Linked DNA regions of Mus musculus: region 1 is linked to region 2. Evidence: chromatin contacts called from public HiChIP or PLAC-seq data. All regions are on one chromosome and are shown on one strand. Each heading gives the region's core, a stretch centred on a gene start, on an enhancer-like site or on the middle of the called end of the contact. The rest is flanking DNA. Distances are from core to core; before and after follow the strand shown.

Evidence for each region. HiChIP or PLAC-seq counts read pairs in DNA pulled down with a chosen protein or histone mark.
Region 1: an H3K27ac HiChIP or PLAC-seq map of the NIH/3T3 cell line shows a contact between it and region 2, with 6 times the contacts expected there. The contact joins the promoter of Diaph3 here to the enhancer-like site in region 2. A contact is called at or near these places in 6 of 39 promoter capture datasets (the 3T3-L1 cell line, embryonic stem cells, frontonasal cranial neural crest and 1 more), 1 of 484 Hi-C or Micro-C datasets (cortical neurons) and 1 of 115 datasets of contacts at active chromatin or transcription factors (the NIH/3T3 cell line).

The regions. Positions count from the first base shown.
Region 1 is chr14:87,138,628-87,143,193 of GRCm38.p6, forward strand. It overlaps Diaph3 (diaphanous related formin 3), which reads right to left and starts at 2,597. Exons shown (of 28, transcript NM_019670.2): 1 at 2,371-2,597. The coding sequence starts at 2,487.
Region 2 is chr14:86,251,940-86,257,090 of GRCm38.p6, forward strand. The region is part of intron 1 of 4930529K09Rik (RIKEN cDNA 4930529K09 gene); the gene reads left to right. Among named protein-coding and RNA genes, the nearest start is that of 4930529K09Rik, 8.5 kb to the left of the region's middle. Within about 2 kb of position 2,517, at least 31 of the 459 cell types and tissues checked have an H3K27ac peak or open chromatin away from gene starts, as enhancers often do. A contact at or near this core is called in the NIH/3T3 cell line, where this site is marked.

The sequences.
Region 1 (4,566 bases), core at 1,347-3,846, 890 kb after region 2:
GAGGAAAAAAAATTATAATTTTATAGTTTAAAAATACACACAGCCGGGCTTGGTGGCACACGCCTTTAATCCCAGCACTTGGGAGACAGAAGCAGGCGGATTTCTGAGTTCAAGGCCAGCCTGGTCTACAAAGTGAGTTCCAGGACAGCCAGGGATACACAGAGAAACCCTGTCTCGAGGAAAAAAAAAAAAAATACACATATGCCGGCATGGTGGTTTACGCCTTTAATCCCAGCACTCAGGAGGCAGAGGCAGGTGGATTTCTGAGTTCAAGGCCAGCCTGGTCTACAGAGTGAGTTCCAGGACAGCCAGGGCTATACAGAGAAATCCTGTCTCGGGGGGAAAAAAAAAAAAAAAACACATATATACATAGCAACAACTAAAGAAAAAGAGGACATAAATTTAAGAAAGGGGGTGGCACACAGCAGGAGCTGAAGGGAGGAATGGGGCTAGGGAAAATGATGTAATTATATTATAATCTCAAAACATTTAAAAATTACAATAATAAAATTAATATGTAAGTAAAAGTCTAACTGTGGAGATCATCAAGAATCCAAATTACTTCTAAATGAATTATGAAGTCATGATTCAAATCAAGCCCCACCCATGAACTCAACATTGTAGAGTTCAACATCTTAGAACTTCAGCATGTTGTCTTTTAGACTTCATTTCAGCATGACTTTTAGCAAATGGTATGGGCACTGTGGCATACCAGAGAAATAATAAAAAACACAATCATCAGCCTTCAGTAACATCAAATATTTATTCAAGAACGCTATGTTGTAAACTACAGAAAATCACACTTCCGTGGCAGCCAAGACATGTGCTGAGCACTAACCCAGAAAGTCAATTATAAAAAAGAAGAGATGGGCCGGGCGTGGTGGCGCACGCCTTTAATCCCAGCACTAGGGAGGCAGAGGCAGGAGGATTTCTGAATTCGAGGCCAGCATGATCTACAAAATGAGTTCCAGAACAGGCAGGGCTATACAGAGAAACCCTGTCTCAAAAAGCCAAAAAAAAAAAAAAAAAAAAAAAAAGAAAGAAAGAAAAAGAAGAAGAGGAAGAGGAGGAGGAGGAGGAAGAGGAGGAGGAGGAGGAAGAGGAGGAGAAGAAAGAGGAGGAGAAGAAAGAGGAGGAGGAGGAGGAGGAGGAGGAGGAGATGGGGGCTGGTGAGATGGTACAGCGGTTAAGAGCACGGACTACTCTTCCGAAGGTCCTGAGTTCAAATCCCAGTCACTTGGTGGCTCACAACCATCCATAATGACATCTGACACCCCCTCCCGGTGTGTCTGAAGACAGCTACGGTGTACTTACATAAAAATAATAAATAAATCTTTAAAGAAGAAGAAGAGGAGGAAGAGGAGGAGGAGGAGGAGGCAGCATCTCATGGATCCCTCTCAGAGTGGACAGAATCTATCATGACCAGGTTAACTCTCTCCTATCCTCGTGTTATTTTGATGCTCAATTCTGCATAATCAACCCCCACTTATCTCAACATGTCTCTGCTCTCAGCTTTATTCAATTACAAGTAAATATTACACTTAGCGATTGATCCACAATCTATTATTTTGGATATAATCATGGTATAAATTCCTGAAATTGTATTTGACAAGAAAGGGCAAAGCCTGTTCCTATCAATACATAAAAATAATTTCCCCATACTTCTAAGGAAAACTAACAGTCAGTGTTAACTCTGCAATTCTCTTGGACTAATACCAAAACCTACCAACCCACACAATCAGACAATCTGAATGAAATCATCCTCATTACCTAGTTTCCTTCCAGCTGACACTAACTAAAAGCTTACCAGGTGCTAATCATAGCTCTTCCTTAAGCTTTAAGAACGCAAAGCCAACCCGATTAACGAGTTTCAGATACTTGAAGACTCCTTCCAAGCTAAACATGACATTCTTTAGCAGTGACTACACAACCCGCCAAGTTTGAAAACGAGTTGCCTCAACTTGTAAAAATACGTCCACCTTAAAAGGTTCTTGTTGAATTAAAATATTAGACGGGGGAGGGAGGGCTATCAGCTAGAAGTTCACTTTCTGTCTGACTGACTGTTCTACTAAAGGGATGGGGTAAATTTTAACTTTCTTTTAAAATGCAGAATCCGCCTTGATGACGTCAGTACACAGCCATTTGAACTGTTTTTCAGATACGCCCAAAGAACTGCCAGGCTTCACAGACATCAGGGCATTCGTCCCAGAAAGGAATCGAATCCCGCCTTGTCACTGGGGATCTAAGCGGATTAACAGCTCAGGCCTTCTGAAACAAACCTAGCTCCCAGCTCCCGGGGATGTCACCTGGGGGACAGGGAGTTGTAGGCCGCGGGAGTCGCCGCACGTTGTGGCTCTGGCCCACACTTACCAACTTGGGTCGCTTCTCCCCGGGCTCGTAGGGGCCAGCGGGCGGCGCGGACTGCAAGCCCTTCCTCCGCGACGACTTGCTGTCCCGGCCGAGAGCGCGCGCCCGGTGCCTCTCCATCTTCCCGGGTCTAGGTCGCGACCTGATCTGGGGCTTTGCTCCGCGGGCTCAACTTCCCGGTCCCACGCCCACTGCGCATTAACCGCTGCACACGGCTGGGCCAATCTATCTGAAATCTCCCGCCACCACAAGCAGCCCGGTCAGCCAATCCCGCGCCGCGGAACCTGTGACGCAAGGGCCCCGCCTTTTCCGGGGATGCCAAAGCCTGGGCCTGATTGGCCCTTCGGCCTGTCCATCGCGCTTCTCGCCCTCTGGCTATGCAGGCTGCTTGCCAGATGGTACATAGTAAGGAACGGGTTTGGAAGGAAGGTTGAGCTAAAGAGAGTCTCTAACAAGGCTTCCCTTGGACTTTCAGAGTAGGTTCTTGAAAAATCTGAGCCGCAGGGAACCTCTCTCAGTACTGTTTCAGCAGCACTGAATACGAAAGCAACTGATAAGCCCTTTGAGTAGTCTCTGGAGATCTCAGGGTCTAGGAAAAATACTTCTACTACTTGCCAGCGCCCATGCCTCTTAGAAGAGATGTTTACCATTTTTTGATTACCGTTTATATAAAAATACTGCTGTCGTCTCAGAGAGAATAGAGTTCATTCTAGAACCAGAAATGAGTGACCGCAGCCAGGTGGTGTGAACATCGGTTGAAGCACGGAAGAAAGTCATTTCAAAGACATTAGGACAGACCTACAGGTGCTACGAGATGCACAGTCTTGTTTGAGGTTGGTGGAAGTTAGTGGACTTTTAAGGAAGAGCAAAAGGCGTCACGTGATAGTCGTAGGTATGTTAGATCTAACGCAGCGATGAATGGCAATTACGTGAGCCAAGATTACTTGGCTCTGGATTGGCAGCATTCCATGTCTCTACAATCATTGGAATTCTAACCTGTCAATTAAGCGCGTAGAATTTTTACTACAGGTGCGGCTTTTTCTGGAACTCCAGTTCACATTGTTCAGCACTTACAGCATGCCTCAAAGCCTAAATGCGTACTCAGGGTCAACCAAAAATTAAAAGGAATAGGGTCCAAACAATTCACAGTTTAATGTGTTTCACAGGTATTGACACAAAACAAAATGTAAAATTATAACAGCCATTCTACAGGTTTTTAAGTTCAGGTGGCAATCCTAAATATAAAGTAGAGGAAAGGGTCAGAACCTGGGTTCAAGGCAAGCAAGCACCTATCCCCAATATGCCAAATAAAGACATTAGTAATGAAGAGAAAATTCTGGAGATCAACTCAGTGTGGCTACACAAGGAAAAGGAACAAATAAAGAAATCCAGGAATCTCCCAAGTGCATCCTTAAAGATATTGACCTTCTGACTATGGAGGTGATTCAAGCCAAGACAAGTAAACATAAACTATTGATTTTGGTACAAGAAATAGTTCTAGGTATTCCACAGAGACTAGCACAGGGATTCAGAAAATGAACCTAAGGTTTCATCTACAGCTTTTAGAGGTTTAGGTTTAGTTCTGGTCTTGCAGGTACTGTTTGCTCCTTTTCTTGTTATAATGTGAGTTTTTATTATTGTCACACAGATTTTCATCTTCAGTGAGCATATACTAAAGGCAGATTCCAAGAGATTACCAAGGTCACCGGAAGAAGTACCTGGCTCTGTCACGATGGACAAGGAAGATGAAGCTTCCATTCTTACCATTTGGTAGCTGCGTGGTGTTGGAGGTGATGTGTGACTTCCTTTGCTTCTCCATCAACAAACACTTCAAATAGGAATGCTTCAGCTTACGTGAGACAACATACAGAAAGCACACAGACCTATCGGTGCAATGCAGCCAAAGACAACCAAGAGACAGACAGACCTATAGTTGGGACAATTTAGATTTATTACAAAACATGTGAACATCGCTGTGATGAACCACGAGGCTCTTAGAAGATGATGCTACAAATCACTTGAAAGATCTGCATTTTGCCGGGGTGATTTGAGGAAAACCTCACAGAATACTATTAGGAGGAATGGCCAGGACTGGGTGCTGTCTTGAAGTGGGAGCAGTTTAATGCCCAGGATATCTTGATGTTTCCTAGGAGCATGATAGCGTGAAGCTATAACTAACAGCATGGCAGATTCTCAGAA
Region 2 (5,151 bases), core at 1,267-3,766:
CAATTTACAGAAAAACTTATTAAGAGAGTACTGGTAACCACTGCAGTGTTAAGGAAAGGAGCCCATATTGTCATAAGTGTTTTTGTCAATAATTGGCACTTTCTAGTATTGAAAAGAATTATTAGTCATCTAGTCTAGTTACTCATCTGATACTCAGCTCTTATCTGGAGTATTTAGGTAAGAATCTGTCTAGTTTTTGCTTGGCTATATCCAGTGAGGAATAACTGTCTACTTCCCACACCAGCCTGTTTTTATCATTGGACAGTTTTGGAAGTTAGAAAGTTGTTTCTGACTTTAAGCTCAAATATGTTTTCCACCAGTTTCTGGCCACTCATTCTCATTCTCGCCCTGATCTTCAGAGCCATGAGTACCATGTTCAATCAGTGATGGCCATGATGAACAGCTTGACATCTCTTGAGGCATCTGACCTTACCAGAAAGTCATTCTCAATATTCCCAAATCCATTTGTCCAAAATCAACATAACATGATGACCACACCAACCTGCACCTCCCCTTGGTATTGCACACACTGAAAAGATATGGCTCCATCCTTCCCAATCCCAATTTCCACGTTATAAGATGAATATTTGTTATTCAAATATAACTACGACATAAGTGTTATTGCTCTCATATTTGAATAACTCTGCGAAATATATTTTAAGGCAGCAGGTAAAAACACTTGTCAGACATTGCCTGTTGGGTGAATAAAAGCTCCATTTAGATAGTCCCCAATTTTCCCTCAGTTTTTAAAATTCATCTTTTTAATATATATTCTAGCCGTTCACTTGTATGGCCTAAATTACAAATAAATCATTTATGCCTTCTGCAGAGCCAGGTGATTTTTAGTACATCTTCACAGCATTATTACATCCGCTCTTTCCCCTTTCCTTCACACTCCACTGATCTCCAGGAAATTCTCCGCTTAGGATTTTGGATCTCTGAACAGACATAAATGATATTGACATAGAAGATTATTGTGACTTTTTTCACTAAACAAAATCTGTTCCTACTGAATTGGAGCTAGTCTCCCATTACCATATTTCAAACTTACTCTACTTACTAAGCTTCGGTGACACCAGCGAGATATTTACCATCTGTGTTATGATATCTAATTCACTTGGTTACCTGCTAGAGTCAAATATATTGAGCCCATAGGATGTGATAATCACCAAAATAAATGTAACCTAGGATCATTATTTTTAAAATGGAAAAAGGAGAATTGAAAGAAGCAAGGGCATTGTAACTTTAATCTACAACTACTCACTGGGTTTGACACGTAAGGGCAGATAGTGTAGAGGGAGTTTCCACTACTTTTCTCTGCTTCCACAACTGATGTTATGTCAAAGGTAAGATGAAAATGGTCAAGAATTGCAGTTACCCCAAACCAGGACAGCAGAAGTCATTTTTCAGACTTGACTTTTAAGAGTATAAAGCCAGGTTTACAGTTCAGGAGCAACACAGTTTCTCATTCACAATCTGTCTTCCAGCCAACCTCTTCTATTACCAATATGAGGAAGGTACAGAGATAAAATACAGTTTCAACTTCAAATCCCTCAAACCGAATTGTGAGGAAGGGGAGGGGTCTGATGCTGACATGCTGGATGGAAGGGAAGCTGATGATGACCACAGTAGGGCTATCAGTTTTTCCACTGATAAGTATGAATTGAGTTGGAATAGGCAGAACATGAGAGTTAGGTTATTTGAGGCTTATGCTGCTAAAAGTTTGCTACAGATGTGCCTTTTGAGGGCTAGCTGAATAGAAAACTCCTCAATACATGTTCAAAATTGAAACAAAGCCACCATGATCTCTGAGACTCATTCCCTCATTTTTAAATGCTGCAAGAGGTTGTTTTGGCTTCCCCTTCAAAGGACTCCTTTCTCTGGTCCTAGAAATTTCATTCCACAGACACAGGAGGCAAAGATGCATTTGGTCTATACACTAATGTCCCTTCACCGACTTTCACTAAAGCCTGTATCTACTTTTCCCTTTCATAAAAATAATGTTAGTGAATTCCCATTCACAGGATGTATGATAAATAATTGTCTAAATTAAGCAACAGTGTATGGGAGATAATTTTTTTATTAGCTGTAATAGCTAGAGTTGACAATTTTCATGCACACTGAAGAACAAACAGGTTTCCTCAGTCTTCAAGATCCTCACAGAGTGGGACTGAAGATAAAACATGCATTCATACCTGATATATAATCTAGATGTTGGTATGTAGTGAAAGAGATATAGATAAAGAGCCTCAGAGGTTTTCAGGAAGAAGATATTCCTTCTGAGCTCAAGAATGCTACAAGCAAGGTGGAGTGCCTAATGGTGAAACAACAGGCTGCAAACACAAGGACTGTGTGCACTAATCTCAATTTTCCTGCCCTGCCTGTGTCCACATCATTTCACTGTACATTAGTTTCTTCAACCATTAAATGAGAAGGGAAAACAGCATTCTTGCCCAAAGTACTCACATCCTCTAGAGATGACTCAGAGATGAACACATCAATAGACAGATCCCAACCCAAGCAAAAACATCGGATTGTTCATGGAAAGCTTCACACTGCCAAGAATAGAGCAGAGATGACCTTGCTCTCCAGTGTCAGAACCCCCCAAACTCTACATTCTCTAAGACAGTCCCTCAGAGCCAAGCTCAGCTTGAAGCAGGCAGCTGATTGTTCACATAGAGTCCCTATGAAAAGGTTAACTTCTGTTAGCAAACTATCAGTAACCTGCCATGCCTAATTATCTTTCTTTATACACATTTTATTTTTCCAAAGTAATAAACAAATAGGAAAATATTTCTAGGATCCTGTGAAAACTAATCTTTCAAGGCTACTTTGTGGCTTAATAAATAAAAAGAAAAAAAAAGGAAAAGTCAAAACATTGCTTTTCACTGGGCTGTGTTTATTCTCTTTGGAAAAAAAAAACACTACAAAGCAGTGCTCATCTAAGTTCAAAGCCAAGTGCTTTGTCCTTTACACTTTTGAGTTAGTATTGAATTCACTTCACTCATGTTTTTACTGAACAGACAGATAAATTCTGGTAAATTCATGAAAATAAAGACAAGTAAGAAGTGCTAATTCATATAAAGACTAAGACAAATGCAGGGGAAACAATGTAGCCCTTACTCTAGACTACCCTCCAACCCAGCCTTTAATTAACAGCATGCATTAGTTACATCATTTAAAATTATCAATGTTACAACTAATGCATCCAAGACTGACTTTACAAAATAAATTCATTGTCTTTGGTACTTTTTGCTTGACTTTAACAGGGTCTTACTCTGGAATCCTTGCTACCCTGGAAAGATATAGTCCAGACAGGCCTTGAACCTAGTAATTCTTTTGCTTCTACCTCATAAATGCTGAGATTACAGGTGTCTACAACCACACCTGGCAACATGCCTATTTTGAAACTGGATTGTAAAAGAAACACTGTCTCTAGGGCCTACCTTCTAACATAACAATCATTCCTATAAAAAACCCAAGATTCAGACAAAGTGCCTAAAATAACTATCTGAAAATAAACTAACTTAAAGAAAAAAATCCTCATAAATAACACAAAATAAATCATAGTATGATGCTTTTGTTTTAAATAAAAAAATATGTATTTAAAATAGTTACCAGGGGTTAAGATTATTCAGATTTCTAGAGTAGTCTTCATTTTCAAAACCCTACTGACATAAATTTCTCTTAGAAATTAAGTCTGTGTTCGTCCCTTTCCTCTTCTCCCTCTCTCCCACTGCCTTTCCTCTTCCAGTAAAAAGGAGCTAAAATGAACCTCGTAATTGGTCTCCGCTCAGACTGAACACACAAGACAGAGGCCATCTATCTATTAAGAGGGTTTTCACACATGATGACGGGTCATACCTGACTACCCTAAGAGAAATGGAAAACCAATTCTCAAAAAGTAATTAGGCACAATGTTTTAGAGGAGGGAGAGAAATTTGGGGATTTAGGTTATTTCCAGAGCCATTTTCAGTTTCTAATCGAACATGTGACAAGCTTGGAAGTCATCACTCCCATCAAGATGAGAGGGGAAAGCCCAGCAAACTGAAAATCAAAAGCTCTTAGCCAGATGCAGTAGCACTTACCTGTAAGCCCAGTGCTAGACTGAGGGGGCAGGACAGCAAGACTGAGACAATCAGCAGCAACAGAGAGCCTCCTGTCTGGAGGAACAATGCATCAGATTGAGGTTACAGGGAAAATTGACACCCCCATACTTAAAAGACAGACTGGTGTTAGGTTTTGGCCCAGAGAGCTTGGCAGCATCAAGAACTGGCAGTGGACCAATTGCTGAGGAAGGGGCTTGCTGAAAGCAATCCCTGAGAGGCTGAGCCTTGAGTGAGCCCCTACAGTTTTGTGAGCTTTGCCTGTGTAGCTACCATACCTTTGTTCCCTTCAGAGTAACCAGAGAAAGATCTCCCCTTACTTTAAGTACATGTCAGAGGTGGTGGTGCTGGTGTTGGTGCTGGTGCTGGTGCTGGTGCTGGTGCTGGTGCTGGTGCTGGTGGTGTGGTAATGGTGGTGTAGTCATTTGAAGCAATACACAGGGTTTTCTGCTCTCCTTCTCTAAGGCTTCCATAAAAGGAAATATTCAACAAAAGCCTAAATCACTTGGGACCAACTGGATTCTCACAAACCCGGAGAAAGGAAACCACCCAGTTCTAGAACCCTGTAGCATCCCTATTTGCTACAAGAAGGAGATACCAAACAAAACAAAAATAAAGAATTAAAAAGTTGATAAATGCTTGTGCTAAGGAAAGAGGCACATGGAGAGGTAGATAATCACACACTATGCTGTGACTCCCACACCCTGTGTACACATCAATAGGGATCCTGCATAGCAATAAGATTGCAACTAGATAGAACTGCACCCTTCAGATATTGCTCATGTGGAAGACTTCTAGGAAACTAAAGACAACTGCTAAGATAAAAAGCAGTACACCAAATACAACTTTAACTATAAATACAACCTAACTGTTAACCAAACAAATAGAAAACCTCACACAAATACTCCAATGACATTAATTCTTCTTACCAGACAGATGTCAATGTTTCAACGAGAAGATACATTCTAAAGCATCCTTGGTGGCAAAAATAAAGTTTTGAAGACCACAGGGCAGTATCCACTAGACTTGGGAAATAGCAAACCCG